Regions from separate parts of the Hordeum vulgare genome. Here regions 2 and 3 are each linked to region 1. The links are chromatin contacts, called in public Hi-C maps. All regions are on one chromosome and are shown on one strand. The core of a region is the stretch at or near the end of the contact, and the rest is flanking DNA. Distances in the headings are between cores, read along the strand shown.

Evidence for each region. A called contact is a pair of places that touch in the nucleus more often than the background predicts.
Region 2: a contact with region 1 is called in a Hi-C map of leaf, with 2.9 times the contacts expected there. The contact joins the promoter of LOC123440349 here to the promoter of LOC123444596 in region 1. A contact is called at or near these places in 4 of 6 Hi-C or Micro-C datasets (leaf and seedling) and 1 of 1 datasets of contacts at active chromatin or transcription factors (embryo).
Region 3: a contact with region 1 is called in a Hi-C map of leaf, with 4 times the contacts expected there. The contact joins the enhancer-like site here to the promoter of LOC123444596 in region 1. A contact is called at or near these places in 2 of 6 Hi-C or Micro-C datasets (leaf and seedling) and 1 of 1 datasets of contacts at active chromatin or transcription factors (embryo).

Annotation. Positions count from the first base shown.
Region 1 is chr3H:513,409,061-513,413,455 of MorexV3_pseudomolecules_assembly, forward strand. It overlaps LOC123444596 (autophagy-related protein 18f-like), which reads right to left and starts at 1,702. Exons shown (of 8, transcript XM_045121377.1): 1 at 844-1,702. The coding sequence starts at 1,041.
Region 2 is chr3H:513,740,024-513,744,310 of MorexV3_pseudomolecules_assembly, forward strand. It overlaps LOC123440349 (peroxidase 56-like), which reads right to left and starts at 2,437. Exons shown (of 3, transcript XM_045116921.1): 1 at 1,775-2,437; 2 at 1,504-1,692; 3 at 558-1,409. The coding sequence starts at 2,005. The coding sequence ends at 822.
Region 3 is chr3H:513,777,556-513,782,042 of MorexV3_pseudomolecules_assembly, forward strand. No RefSeq gene overlaps it. Among protein-coding and RNA genes, the nearest start is that of LOC123440349, 37 kb to the left of the region's middle. Within about 2 kb of position 1,761, at least 3 of the 3 cell types and tissues checked have open chromatin away from gene starts, as enhancers often do. A contact at or near this core is called in leaf and seedling, where this site is marked.

The DNA.
Region 1 (4,395 bases), core at 452-2,951:
GCATGGAAATGCTAAGCGTCTAAAATACTGACTATAACACAATGATATTTGTCAGTATGGAACACTAATCATCAGTTCCTAGATCAGGAACAACTTTTTTCTTGACATAACGTATGTTTTAATACGTAATATGATGATATTCAAGGTTAATGACAAAGCAAATTTTTGGATTAGCCCTTACGATGTCAAAAGGTTAAGAAATCAGAATATAACTCACACTCCCATATCCTTTAGTATATTCACTGTGCATAATGAACGTGTCATTACAACTTTTCACAGACTAGGAATGGTTTATAATAGGCATTGTCATAGTGTCCTGACCTGGCCCAACAGGAACATTTCGGATCCAGATAATTGCAACCAGAACTCAAAGCTAAGCTTGTACATTCATGAATCATGATAACTCTTATGATTCCACATCTGCGGCTTGTCTTGAAAACAACACATTCTAACCATCAGACACTTTGCATTTCTGCTAGATAATAGCTACTACAATAACATGCCAAAAGAGCAGTACAGTATGCAAACATGAGCAGTTGGGTATATGGTGCCGAGCATAAATGAGTCGACGCTAACAATAAATACCAGAATTGCCACATACGGTTGTGCAACTCTGGTGGGGGAACAAAATTGGCAGTTCCTTCCGGCCCCAATTAATTTTTTGCTCGGTTTTGCATCGGTTACCATTATTACTGCACACGTGGAACATCCAAAATCGTGCATACTAGCGCACAATTATTAGCAATCTAATAACTAACAGTTGCTATGCTTGAAGAACGACCGGCAGCCAGCGGAAAAATTCAAAAAGAAAGAAGAGGATCGTAAGAGGTCGGGGGCCGGAACCTGGTCGCGGCCCGCATCGTCGTCGTGGCTGGCGATCGAGTTGACCAGCGAGGCGCCGGCGGAGCGCAGCGTGGAGGCGGCCGTGGACGCCCCCGAGGACACGATGCGCATGTAGCTGGAGAGCGAGCGCGCGGAGAAGAGCCCGCCCCCGCCCCCGCCGCCGGTGCCGCCGCGAGGAGCCTGCGCGCCGTTCCGCATCAAGCCAAGCCAAGCCAAGCCAAGCCCAACCAGGGACTCGTGCACGCTACCGCCACCACTCCTCCTCTTCCTCAGATGCGAAACAGAGCCTTGGCCTGCAAGCTAAACCAAACCTAGACGGAAACGCCTGCTTGGCTTGGGCGGCGGTGCTGCGGCGATCGAATCGGCAGGTGAGGTCCCCCCGGGCTGTTTCTCTTGGGGCTCGGAGGAGGCTCTTGCAAGAAACAGCCCACCAACCGTATCCTCAGGTGAGCGACATGGCCGCGGGCGAGCTCGGAGGTCGGGGGCGTGGGAGGGGAACCGGCGCGGGCGTGCGGGGGTGCGAGAGGGCTGGATGGGGAGGCGGGGACTGGTGGTGGGGAGGCCGGCGAACTGGTGGTGGTCGGGCTGCGAGCAATTCGATCGGAGAAAGCGAGGGTTTGCGGTTTTGATGAGCCCTCTTCTTTTTTTTCCTTGGCCGTGTGGGAAAGGGAAGGGGAAGCAGACGGGGCCCCGGAGATGGGATTGATGATTAGGTTGAAATACTCTATGGAATTGGGATTGGAATTGGAGGAGGTAGCATTAGGGAAGCAGGAGGAGGAGGAGTAGTAATATTCTCCTCTCTTAAAAAAAAGTCGGTTGCTGCTCTGAGTTTTCGAATCGGAGGAAAAAATAATACGGAAGCCGGTTGGTGTTCCCTAGTTTTGCTTGGCTTCGTGTGGAGTTTTGATGCGGCAAGAAAGCGAAGACGAGGCGGCCAAGGTGGTTAACGAGGAGCAACGGGGATCGATTATCTCGCCTACCCGACTACGTTCGCGTCGTTGCCTCGCCGGCTACGTTTCCCAGCTCTCTCTCTCTCTCTCGTGTGGTCCTCTCCTCTCCCTCGCGTCGGATCTGCCTGGCGCGGTCGGTCGGGTTCGGTGAGTCGATTCACCGCGCTACGTGGGCTCTTTTCTCCTCCGTCGATTGCCAGGTCTGTCATGAGTATGCGTCTGGATCGGGTTTTGTTTTAGGGAAACGTTTCTATCCGGGCTCCGGCCGAACCGTTGTGCCGTACTTACGCGGGCCGTGTGATACTTCCTCATCGCGCATCAGTTTTCGTTGGCCCACCATTTCCGTTTTTTCCCTCTTCGACTTCGCATTCATCGGTGTTGCAGCCGGCAAGCAGCACGGCGAGGGGGCGACTAGCAGTGACGTCGAGCGACGACGACGAGCAACGTCAAGCGGCGATGGCGGCGGATCCCGACAGTGTTTCAAGCTCTCCGCCGCTCGCGCGGTTTTTGACGAGCGCCTCCGGGGAGTCCCGCGTTGTTCCTTCAAGCCGGCGTGCCTTCTCTGTCGGATCTCGTCCGCCGGCCGTCATGGAGTCGCATTGGATGCCATCGGTGTTGGAGACGAAAAACTATGACAAAGACGACGACGTTGCAACCGTCGATGAAAAAAGCTTCAACCGGCTATCGAAAATGCTACAACCGGCATTGTCGAAAGCTTCAACGAGAGACGACGGGAATCAAGGGCCACCCACCACGCAACCGCAGAAGCTGCAACCGGTGATGAAAAAATCTTGAACCGACGATATAAAAAGTTCAACCAGCGACAACGAAACACAAAAGGCTGCCATCGTTAACACAAAAGCTTCAACCATATGTTTGAAAAGCTTCAACCACAGACCGACGAGGAAAAAGCCTGTCATTTTTGCTACAACCAGCAACGAAAATAGCTTCAACCATTGTGAAAAAAGCTTCAAACAACATGGAAAAAGTTTCAACCAAAGTGAAAAAAACTTCAACCGAAGTTCCGGGGGGGGGGGGGGGCAAGTCTGTGCACGCACGAGCGACGAGCGACGGGGGGAGAGGGCATGGGGGTGTTGCGACGATCCGTGACGACGGGGGAGAGGGCATGGGGTGCTGCGACGATCCGTGACGACGTGGGAGAGGATGGGGTGCTTGTGCGGGAGGGGGTCGGAGGTGCGCGAGATGGTGCGCCGGTGCAGAGCAGACGAGATGTCATATCTGACGGTTATTGGAGCTCAGACCGAACGGCTGCTGCCCGACCGGCCGAAGCGTTCGCGCCGGTGCGCCGGCGCAGAACGGTGCCCCTTGTTTTAACTACTACATGATGCTCCAACGAGTTACTACGGAAAACTTGCTAAAAGAATTATGAAAATTGGCAAAAACATCTAATGTGAGCTTATAAATAAAAGACTATATAAAAAGTATAAAAAATAAAAAATACAGTAAAAATAATGTCATTTTTATTAAAAATGTGAATGTGAACTATATATGTATTTTTTGCGGGAATGTGAACTATATATGTATGGTACATGGGACCAATACATATATTGTCAATACAAAATATAATGTAAAAAATAACTTAAGAGTAAAATGTATGAATTAATGATGTGGTGCTTGCATGCACAGAATAATGAAAAAACAATGGTGACCTATCCATGGGAAACGTTAGGGAATGTTGCATGAGAAACAAAAAATTTCCTACGCGCATACAAGATCTATCCATGGTGATGAGCATTTACGAGAGAAGATATTGTATCCACATACCCTTGTAGATTGCTAAGCGGGAGCGTTAAATAACACAATTGATGTAGTGGTACGTCTTCGTGATCCAATCACGATCCGTGCCATGAACTCCCGATCAAGCATCGAACAAACGGCACCTCCGCATTCAACACACGTACAACTCGATGACAATCTCCGCCTTCTTGATCCAACAAGAGGGGCGGAGAGGTAGATGAGTTCTCTAGCACGGCGGTGTGGTGGAGGTTATGGTGGTGCTATCCCGGCAGGGGCTACGCCTAGTGCTACCAAAACCACAAACGGAGGAGAAGACGATATAGGGAGAGAGAGGGGCGCCAAGGGCTTCATGTGTGCTCTTGGGGCGCCCCTCCTCTCTATATATAGGTGGAGGGGCATGGGAAACATCCCCTCCAAGCCCCAGGGCGCACACAAGGGGGAGGAGGTGGAATCCTAGTCCCCTTCCTTCCCTTCCATACAAAGGTGGACTTTCCACCTTTCCCAATTGCATGGGTCTTGAGGGACTTGCGCGTTTGGCCCAATAAGGCCACGACATATCCCCTGAGCCCATGCAAACCCTTGGGACATGGTGGAACCCTTGATGGACTTTCGGGCTCCTCCGGAAGTTTTCAGAACCTTCTAGAAGCTTCCCGATACAATACTGGAAAAACCCGAAACTTTACCGGTAGCCAAAATATGACTTCCCATATATATCCTTACCTCCGGACCATTTCGGAGCTCCTCATGACGTACGAGATCTCATCCGGGACTGCTAAGAACTTTTGGTTACTATCACACATAACTCATTAATACCAAATCGTCACAAAACCTTAAGTGTGCAGAC
Region 2 (4,287 bases), core at 1,187-3,686, 330 kb after region 1:
TTTGAAAATTTTGTGTGTATAATTATTGATTTTTTAATTATATAAACATTTTTATTTGTATGTATATAATTGTATTATACAAATATTTTGATTATAAATTATAAATTACGAATATTCATATTTGTTATTATAAAAACATTGTAGTTCTTTATATATAGTATTTTAAATGTTGAACGAATGTTGAATGAATGCATTACAGGTGGGGTGGCTAGGACCATCTATATGCTAGTTAGAGGTCGCTGGTTCGTGGCGCGGAGCACTATTTTTCTTAATAAATTCAAAAAAGTAAATGAGATTCGACCGCACCAAAGAACATCAGGAGCCTTTTTGTGATTTAAAAAAACTCAAGGTGATTTTCGTAAAATACTGGTCACATGTCGCCTCCTTGCCATCGAGTCATTGACGACGGATCCCACGCCACGCTGGCATGCCTAGTCAGCGGTTTGGATGTACATAATCAGGATTTGCATCGTATTTGTACATTTGAGCCAAGTTATTGCACTTGTTCTATATATGCTACAACTTCTATCACCAAATTGATCCTTTGCGTCCAGTTCTAACACGACCAGTGTAATTGACTCAAAAAAAATATAATTACAGCTCGCTAAATCTCAAAGGGCATTCGGTGTAAAGAACAAAGAGACGACTTTTTACATACAAACACAGGAAGATTCGCCGCGTGGCGGTGTCAATTCTCTAACCACCCCTAGAATAATGCAAGTGCCTTGCGGCTGGCGGCCACGCCGGCCGTCGTGACCCCGTCCACATGACGACCGATGGAGGCACTTGCACCAACTCGCATCGACCAACCGCCGGCTCGATTAGTCAACGTACGCGCTGCAGATTTTCCTGATCTCCCCGTCGGCTCCGGTGAGCACCTCCATCCTGCCCATGTTGATCATGGCGGCGGCGTAGTCCCTGAAGTACTCCTCCGTCGACTCCGCCGCCGCCATCCTCGCCACGTAGTCTCTCGTCCACTTGTCGTCGAGCAGCGCCTGGTCGGAGACGAACAGGGCCCTGTTGCTGTACAAGTCCCGGTAGTAGCTGAGGTCGAACTCGTAGGGGCTCTTGGGGTCCATGTCCACCAGCGTTTCGTCCTTCTTGTTGCCTGGCTCGCACCTCTCCCGCAGCTCCGGGGCGTACGCCTTGTCCAGCGTCGGGTCCTGCACCCCTTTGCCGCTGTTGTTGTAGAGCCGGTCCGGCGCGAACGCGGCGCACTGCGCCCTCCCGATCGTGTGGCTCCCTGACAGCACCACGAGGTCCTTCCACGACAGGTTCTTCACGCTGAAGTAGGTCTTTAGGTCCACAATGTTGGCGTTCGGCGGCGCCAGGTCGTTCTCGGCGTCGTAGCATGTCGACACCTTGCCGTCCCGGCGTCCGGTCTCCACCGGGAACCGTGGCCCGTTGGTCTGGAACAAGGAGGCGGTGTTTGGTCAGCTAGAACTAGAAGCAAAGCGTCACAAAATCCATGGAGCCGATGAAAGTGGGGGATTGTTAAATTACCAGGTACACGGCGTCCCGCGCGGCCATGATGATGATGTCTGCGCACGACACGGTGAGCGGGCACTCGTCCTCCAGCTTGGCCTTGATCCTCTCGACCTCGTCGAAGCCGCGGAGGCTGTAGCTCATCGGCATGGCGTCTCTCTCCCCCTTCTTGCTCCTCGATTTCAGCATGATCGACCCGTCGCACCCCTGCAGATCACGCATCCGGCCGGTTAAGCGAAACACATTTACACAGCTCGGGCACGGCAAGGAAAAGCAGCGCAGGACGCACCCTGACGAAGCAGTCGTGGAAGAGAAGCCGGAGCAGCGCCGGGCCGAGGGTCCTGTCCTCGTGGACGATGTGCCGCATCTCCTCGAGCACCAGCTCCTCCGCGGCCGGGCAAGTCTTGTCGTAGAACCCGACGGCGAGCCCGGCGCCGGCGGGATCTGCGTGGCCCGGCACCAGCATGGCGCTCACGACGGCCGCGAGGACCAGCAGCCTGAGGAGCACGTCCAATGCCATCCGGCCGGACCGGAGGAGAAGAGCCGCAGGTCGTGGACGAGGTTGCTTGGTCGTGGCGAGGGGAAGCAGCCCAAGGCCAAGAAACGTTGAAACTATCTCGGTTTCGGGGTCAGCAGGGAACTCGCGGTAGGGGAAGAAGATTAAATTTGCTGGCCGGCGTCGACCGCCCGCGCATGAATTGAAAACACCCGGAATGGCGAGGAAAAAGAAAGAGTTGGAGAGGCACGGGTAGGTTGAAGATCGCTGTCGAGAAGCTCGGAATTCGCAAGTTAGTTAAAAACTGAGGCAGACAATGGCTGTCTGGCTGGCTGGCTGGCTGGGAACGGGAATGGGAACGGGGTGGTGGAGGCTACGCGCAAAGGCGGGGAATATGCAAGCAGAACGGAACAAAAATCCCCCTCGTTTCACGCGGCACATGAGACTGGACTGGACCAGGCGGCGCGAGTGCGCCGAGCAGATAGGCTCCCCGTCTGGACGGCGGTCGTGGGATGGGGGCTTTTGGCTTTTGCACTTGTCAACGCGCGCTGTTCACACACCTCGGCCGACTACCAGACGAGCAGAGCCTCACATTTGTGAACACGCCAGTACGGATTACTACTCTGTGAAGGTAATATTAGCTGACAAAATGAACCGACCGATGCATTTGTAGAGACATGCAAGCATGTAATGGGAAATGAGCTGACCAAATGAACAAATATTCAGGCGCCTAGTACGTCTTAACTGGTCTCTGATGGCTGTGCTGACCAGGGATTGCTGGCGTGTAGCACGGGGGAGGACAGGCTGTGCACAGGCATAAGCTTCCTGGTGGTAAGCTACTCCACCTGCCGGTCATCGTCGTTTACGCAAGCTAGAACTTGTCAAGGTCAAAGTACTGTGTTTAACAGAACCCGATTGTAAAATCAGTCGGCCACCATACTTGATTTGTTCCTTAGTTTATGGACCCTGATATTCATCACACGTGTTGTGTCACAATGAACATCCAATCATACGCCTCGTCCGGTTATATTAGGGTGTGTTCGGTTTGAGGATCAAAAGGCATGAAATGTCATGGTTCCATTCCGGATGCATGAGTTGATTTCATTCTTGTGTTCGGTTGGACATAAAAAATGACATGGGTTGATTTTATCCATGTGTTTGGGTTGGGAGATGAAATGAGAAGAATCTCATTCCACTCACCTCTCCATATGAATGGTGAGATTACTTCTAATATGCTCATATATCTCTCTACATTTGGACAACATATAATTCAAAATTTTGGCAACATTTTCTTTGTATTTTGAACAAGCAATTTAATAGTATATGATCACAAGTCAAACAAATATATAACATTATGTAACAGATTTTCAATACAAATATCATAAGATGCAACAATATCACAAGGTCATCATCGAAAAGAAATATTGTTCATTACAATCCATACATATGGTTCACATACTAGTCATCCAAAATCTCTCTTAATTGAAGTTCAATACAAGTTCATAATGCAAAGTTCATCATCTCACGCTAGTCCATACGAATAAATGCTTCATGTGAAGTTCGTTGTCACATACCTACCCACCCAAATCAACCGGTTAGACTCCCCGAGCGACATGAAAGCTCTTGCTATCTTGGGATTGTCCACAAGATGGGCATAGTAGTGAGCAAGGTATCCTTCAGCAAATCCAATAGTGTCGGAGACAACTTCCCAAAGGTCATCAGGTATAGTATCATCATCTCCACCAGACTTCACAAGAGCTGCAGCTACAAGTTTGAACCCATCTTGAAGAGTTGTCATCAACGGATCATCCTTATTTTCACCACCTTAGCCTTCACTTTTGCTGGTTCATTGGGATTTGAGGACTCACCAACATTTGGTGACATGTTCACCTTACTATTGTCATCATCTTCTATTTCAATGGAAAGGTCATCATTAGCAGACCTTGCAGTCTTCCTTGTAGCACTTTTTTGCAGGGAAATTGTCTCCATGGCGTGGTAGTGCTCAATTGGGGTATTTAAGAAGGCCACATTAGATTTGTGACCCGTTGTGATCCGTTGGGAGGAAAATTGTCTCCAGATGCGAGAGAGAGGGAGAGTGGCGACTGGGAGGAAAGAACAAGAGGTGAGGGATAGGGTTCGGGGCATGAGGGGTGAGAGCGGTGAGGCATTGGTTTCTTTTCATTTTTTTGCGTTGAATCGATTAATAACGAGGCCGTTCCACCGATTCCCACGCATCGCTATATGAAGCATCTGGAGGGAATATACACTGCATGCGGACAATCCGGTTCTGGATACAAACGCAACCG
Region 3 (4,487 bases), core at 511-3,010, 370 kb after region 1:
AAAATAATGAGCACGCGCTCGGTTTGATGGCTGGAGCGGCTGTCTTCCACACAGCACATCCAGGTTCGATCCCTGGTAGACACAACTTTTTTCATTCGTATTATTTCTCTTTGTATATAGCAGCAAACATGGGTTAATGGACCAGCCCATGTTTTATTATTTTAATATATTTTTTTATTTAAATCAATTCGTGATTTTCCAAAATTCCAATTTTTTTAGTTTTGAAAAAAAATGTTCATGAAATCACAGAATGTTTGGACATTAAAATAAAGGTTCAGAAAATCAGAAAATGTTCACGGATTCAAAAAAATGTTGATGGTCTTAAAAAAATGTTCGCATATTATAAAATAATTCACACAATGTCTATTAATTTTCAAAAATCGAATACCCAAATTTGTTCCCCATTTACAAAAAAATCATCGTTTCAAAAAACGTTCACTGAATAAAAAACTGTCCATGCATTTTAGAAAAAATATAAGTTTACATCAATCGACAAAATTTGATCACATGAACACGGATTTTCTCTTTTTATAGCGGCAAACACGCCATGTTTTATTATTTCAATTTATTTTGTCCTTCTTTAAATTAATTCATGATTTTTCAAAAATCCAATTTTTTGAGTTTTGAAAAAAATTGTTCATGAAACCATAGAATGTTTGGAACTGAAACATAGGTTCAGGAAATAATAAGACGTTCACGGTTTAAAAAACTGATGATTTTTAAAAACTGATGTTATAAAATGATTCACAATTTTGAAAAATATATTCAACAAATATAAAATGTTCATGATTTTAAAAATGACCATTTATTCAAAACATATCAGTGAATTCGAAGAAAATGTCTATGAAGTAAAAACAACGTTGAGAAAAACTAAAAATATCTCAAATTTCAAAATTTATTCTCCATTAAAAAAAATTCATAGACTGAGTAAAAAACTGCCCATACATTTCAAAAAAAAGAGTGGACATCAATCAACAAAATTTAATCACATGAGCACCACGACCATCATTAATGAGAATGGAAGAAAAGATAAATGGTAACATGATGCGCCACCGTGTTAAGTAAAAAAATAAAGGATGCTCATATGTCGTGGTATTGAACCATACTTATTTGGCTATAATGTAATATTTTTGTCTCCCGTTGCAACGCACATACATATTTGCTAGTATGAATAATTCGAGTAGTATGGGTATTTCGGGTTTTCTGAACTAGAACCCGAACCCTAACCCGAAAACTGAATAATCAGGAAATGAGAACCGAAGCCTAACTCGATACCCGTATTACCCGACAATTTAGGTAATTCGGTTCGGTTTTGGTTCAGGTAGCGGGTTAGGGTACCCAAATGCCGGGTGACTCACAGGAGCTCCGTCACTTCCGACCGAGACGTCCGCCACATCATCTGGTTAAATCCAACGAAACCAAGACCCCTTTCGCCACGCTATCCTCGCTAGTACTAGTAGTCTCCCCGTGGTCAGGGAAAGCCGTTCCCCTCTGCAATTTCATCTGAAAGAGCCCACCACCGGAAGCCCTATACCTTCCCGTAACCACCGTCCATCGGAGAACGCATTGCAGGCAACATTGGGCTCCCCACCTTGGCAGGCTCGCTCGGATCCTCTGATCGCATAGGTGGCCTCAAATTTCCCTAAAAAAAAAAAGAAAAAAGGTGCCCTCAAATCCTCACGATCTGCCACCGTCCGCGGGCGAGGGTCGCAGGAGCCCCGCCTTTGTCCAGCCGCGAGGAAAAGGGACGCGGGCGACCAGTCAGACCTGACTGGTGGACCCACGAACCCACGGTTAGTGAGACAGAGGTCATACTAATTCGTCCGGAATGGAGGCGTATTCTATGAAGTACGTTTTTCCCTGATAAAAGCGTATTCACGCTGAACCGTTTTCCTTTTCCCTGATTTATTTTTAAAACAGTTTTGACCCTAAGTTTGACTGACTCTAGTTTTTAAACCATAACTCCAAAAGATTTGATTCTATTTCTCACCTTCTTTAAATTTCCTCTAGTTTAATTTAGTAATTATTTCAAAATTTTCAAAACAACTTTTCTGCATTGTGTAGGAATTGTATGTTAATTTCAATATTTTCAAAAACAGGAAATGGTGGGGAGATTAAACTTTCAAAAGTTTTGGAGTGCACCCTACCCTTCTGCATACTCAAGGCAAACATCTTGAACCCTGATTTGTCATGATCTCAGGAATTGCTAGCTATGATAAATGAATGCATGTTTATGCTAGTGTGATAGAAATTTTCATATAGGAAATATTTATGTAAGTGCATCTCGTGCCCCTTAGTGATATTGGTGGATTGAAGACTTATAGGATAAGAGACCGATACGTTTGTGAGTGTACACAGGCTCTATAAATTGCTAAAGAGTTTGAGTTATTCGATGAATATCGACCCCTAAAAATGTATGTCTTCGGGTGAAGACTTTGATCGCGGAGAAATTGCGAAGAAATTGATATTCCTGATGAAGACATTGAAGATGAGGAATTCGGTGTGTCCCCAGGAAAATACTCTATTGTCTTTGAAGCTTGAAGATTTACTATTTTTGTTTCATTTTCTTCATTCTTGAGCCATAGGAACACCATACTGTTAAAGCGGGTCGAGGTAAAACTAAAGAAAGAATTTCCTCATGATGCTTAACTCAAACCTACACCTACCTGATCCTCAAAGTGAGGAACATGAGAGACATGAGGACTTTCACAGTTGAAACTTCCGACCGTTGCCGCGTCGCGCGCCACGTGTCCCAAATCTTATCCACCCAACAGTCATGTCATTAAGGGCATTAATGTCAAATCATGTCGGGATGCTCCCAGGCTATAAATAGCCGCCCCCACAACCACTAGCTCGTTGGCTGCTCCGAGAGAAACTCACACTTGTCATTTAGAGCAACCCAATTCCTCGAGGACTTTGAGAAAAAATCATCAAGTGAGGAAATAACCCAAACACCAAAACCAAAACCAAAGTGATTGAGCATCAGTGAAGAACTTGTTCCTGTGTGAAGCCGGCGCTTGTTACCTTTGAGGACTGTGCATCCTCCAAACGGTTAGGCGTCATGATCTAGAGCATCCAGCAGTCAATTGTGGATCGCTGGGTGACCGGGTTTGTGAGGGTTTGGAAGACTGCCCTGAAGACTTACCACGAGTGTTGGGCGAGGAATCTGTGTCGTTATCTCAAGGAGAATACGGTAGGGACTGTGTGTCCCGGGACTGTATGATGTATTTGCTTCCTTATCTTTTCTTTTTCTCGCCTTGGTAGACATGTCCTTCACATAGAAAACCCGCGCCACATCATTTGCTAGGACGAATGGTTCATTTGTGTGCCCAAGATTGTTGAGATCCACTGTTGTCATTCCGTACCGCGGGTCTTCCTTTACCCCACCTCCTTTCAGATTGATCCATTTGCACCGAAACAAAGGACCTTCAAATTGTTTCCGTAGTCAAGTTCCCATATCTCCTCTATGTAACCATAACATGTGTCCTTTGGCCTATTGTTGGTGTTTGCTGCATCAAAGCGGACACCACTATTTTGGTTGGTGCTATTGTTATCTTGGGTGATCGTGTAAAATGTATTCCCATTAATCTCGTACCCTTTGAAAGTCAATATAGTCGAAGATGGTGACTTGGCCAGCAAGTACATGTCATCTCCAACTTGAGGGTCATCATGAGAGGTGTTTGCAACCAACCGCCGAATGACGCCATGTGTGTATGTTTGATCTAGGGATCAGACTGCTCCGGGTTCTTGGATCGTACAATATCCATGTGTTCCTCGATATACGGAGTCACCAAGGTGGAATAGTGTAGAGCTATGTAGTGTGCTTGCGCCCGAGAATGCCCATCCCTACATATTACTAAATCCTTTCCTAGCATGCCTTTTCCACCCAGTCTTCCCTCATGTCGTGATTCAGGAAAACCAATCAGCTTAAGATCAGGAATAAAGTCAACACAAAACTCAATGACCTCCTATGTTTCATGGCCCTTGGAGATGCTCCCCTCTAGCCTAGCACGGTTGTGAACATATTTCTTTAAGACTCCCATGAAACTCTTGAAGGGGAACATATTGTGTAAAAATACATGACCCAGAATGGCAATCTCTTTGACTAGGTGAACTTGGACGTGTGTCATGATATTGAAGAAGGATGGTGGGAACACCAACTTGAAACTGACAAGACATTGCACCAATTCATTATGTAAGCTTGGTAGGATTTCTCGGTCGATTACCTTCTGAGAGATTGAAGTGAGGAATGCACATAGTTTCACAATGGATGGTCACACGTTTTCCGGTAGAAGCCCCCTCAATGCAACCGGAAGCAATTACGTCATAATCACGTGGCAGTCATGAGATTTTAGGTTATGGATTTTTTTCTCTGCCATATTTATTATTCCCTTTATATTCGACGAGTAGCCAGACGGGACCATCATACTGAGAAGGAATTCAAAGAATATTTATTTCTCTTATTTGGTAAGAGCATAGTTGGCAGG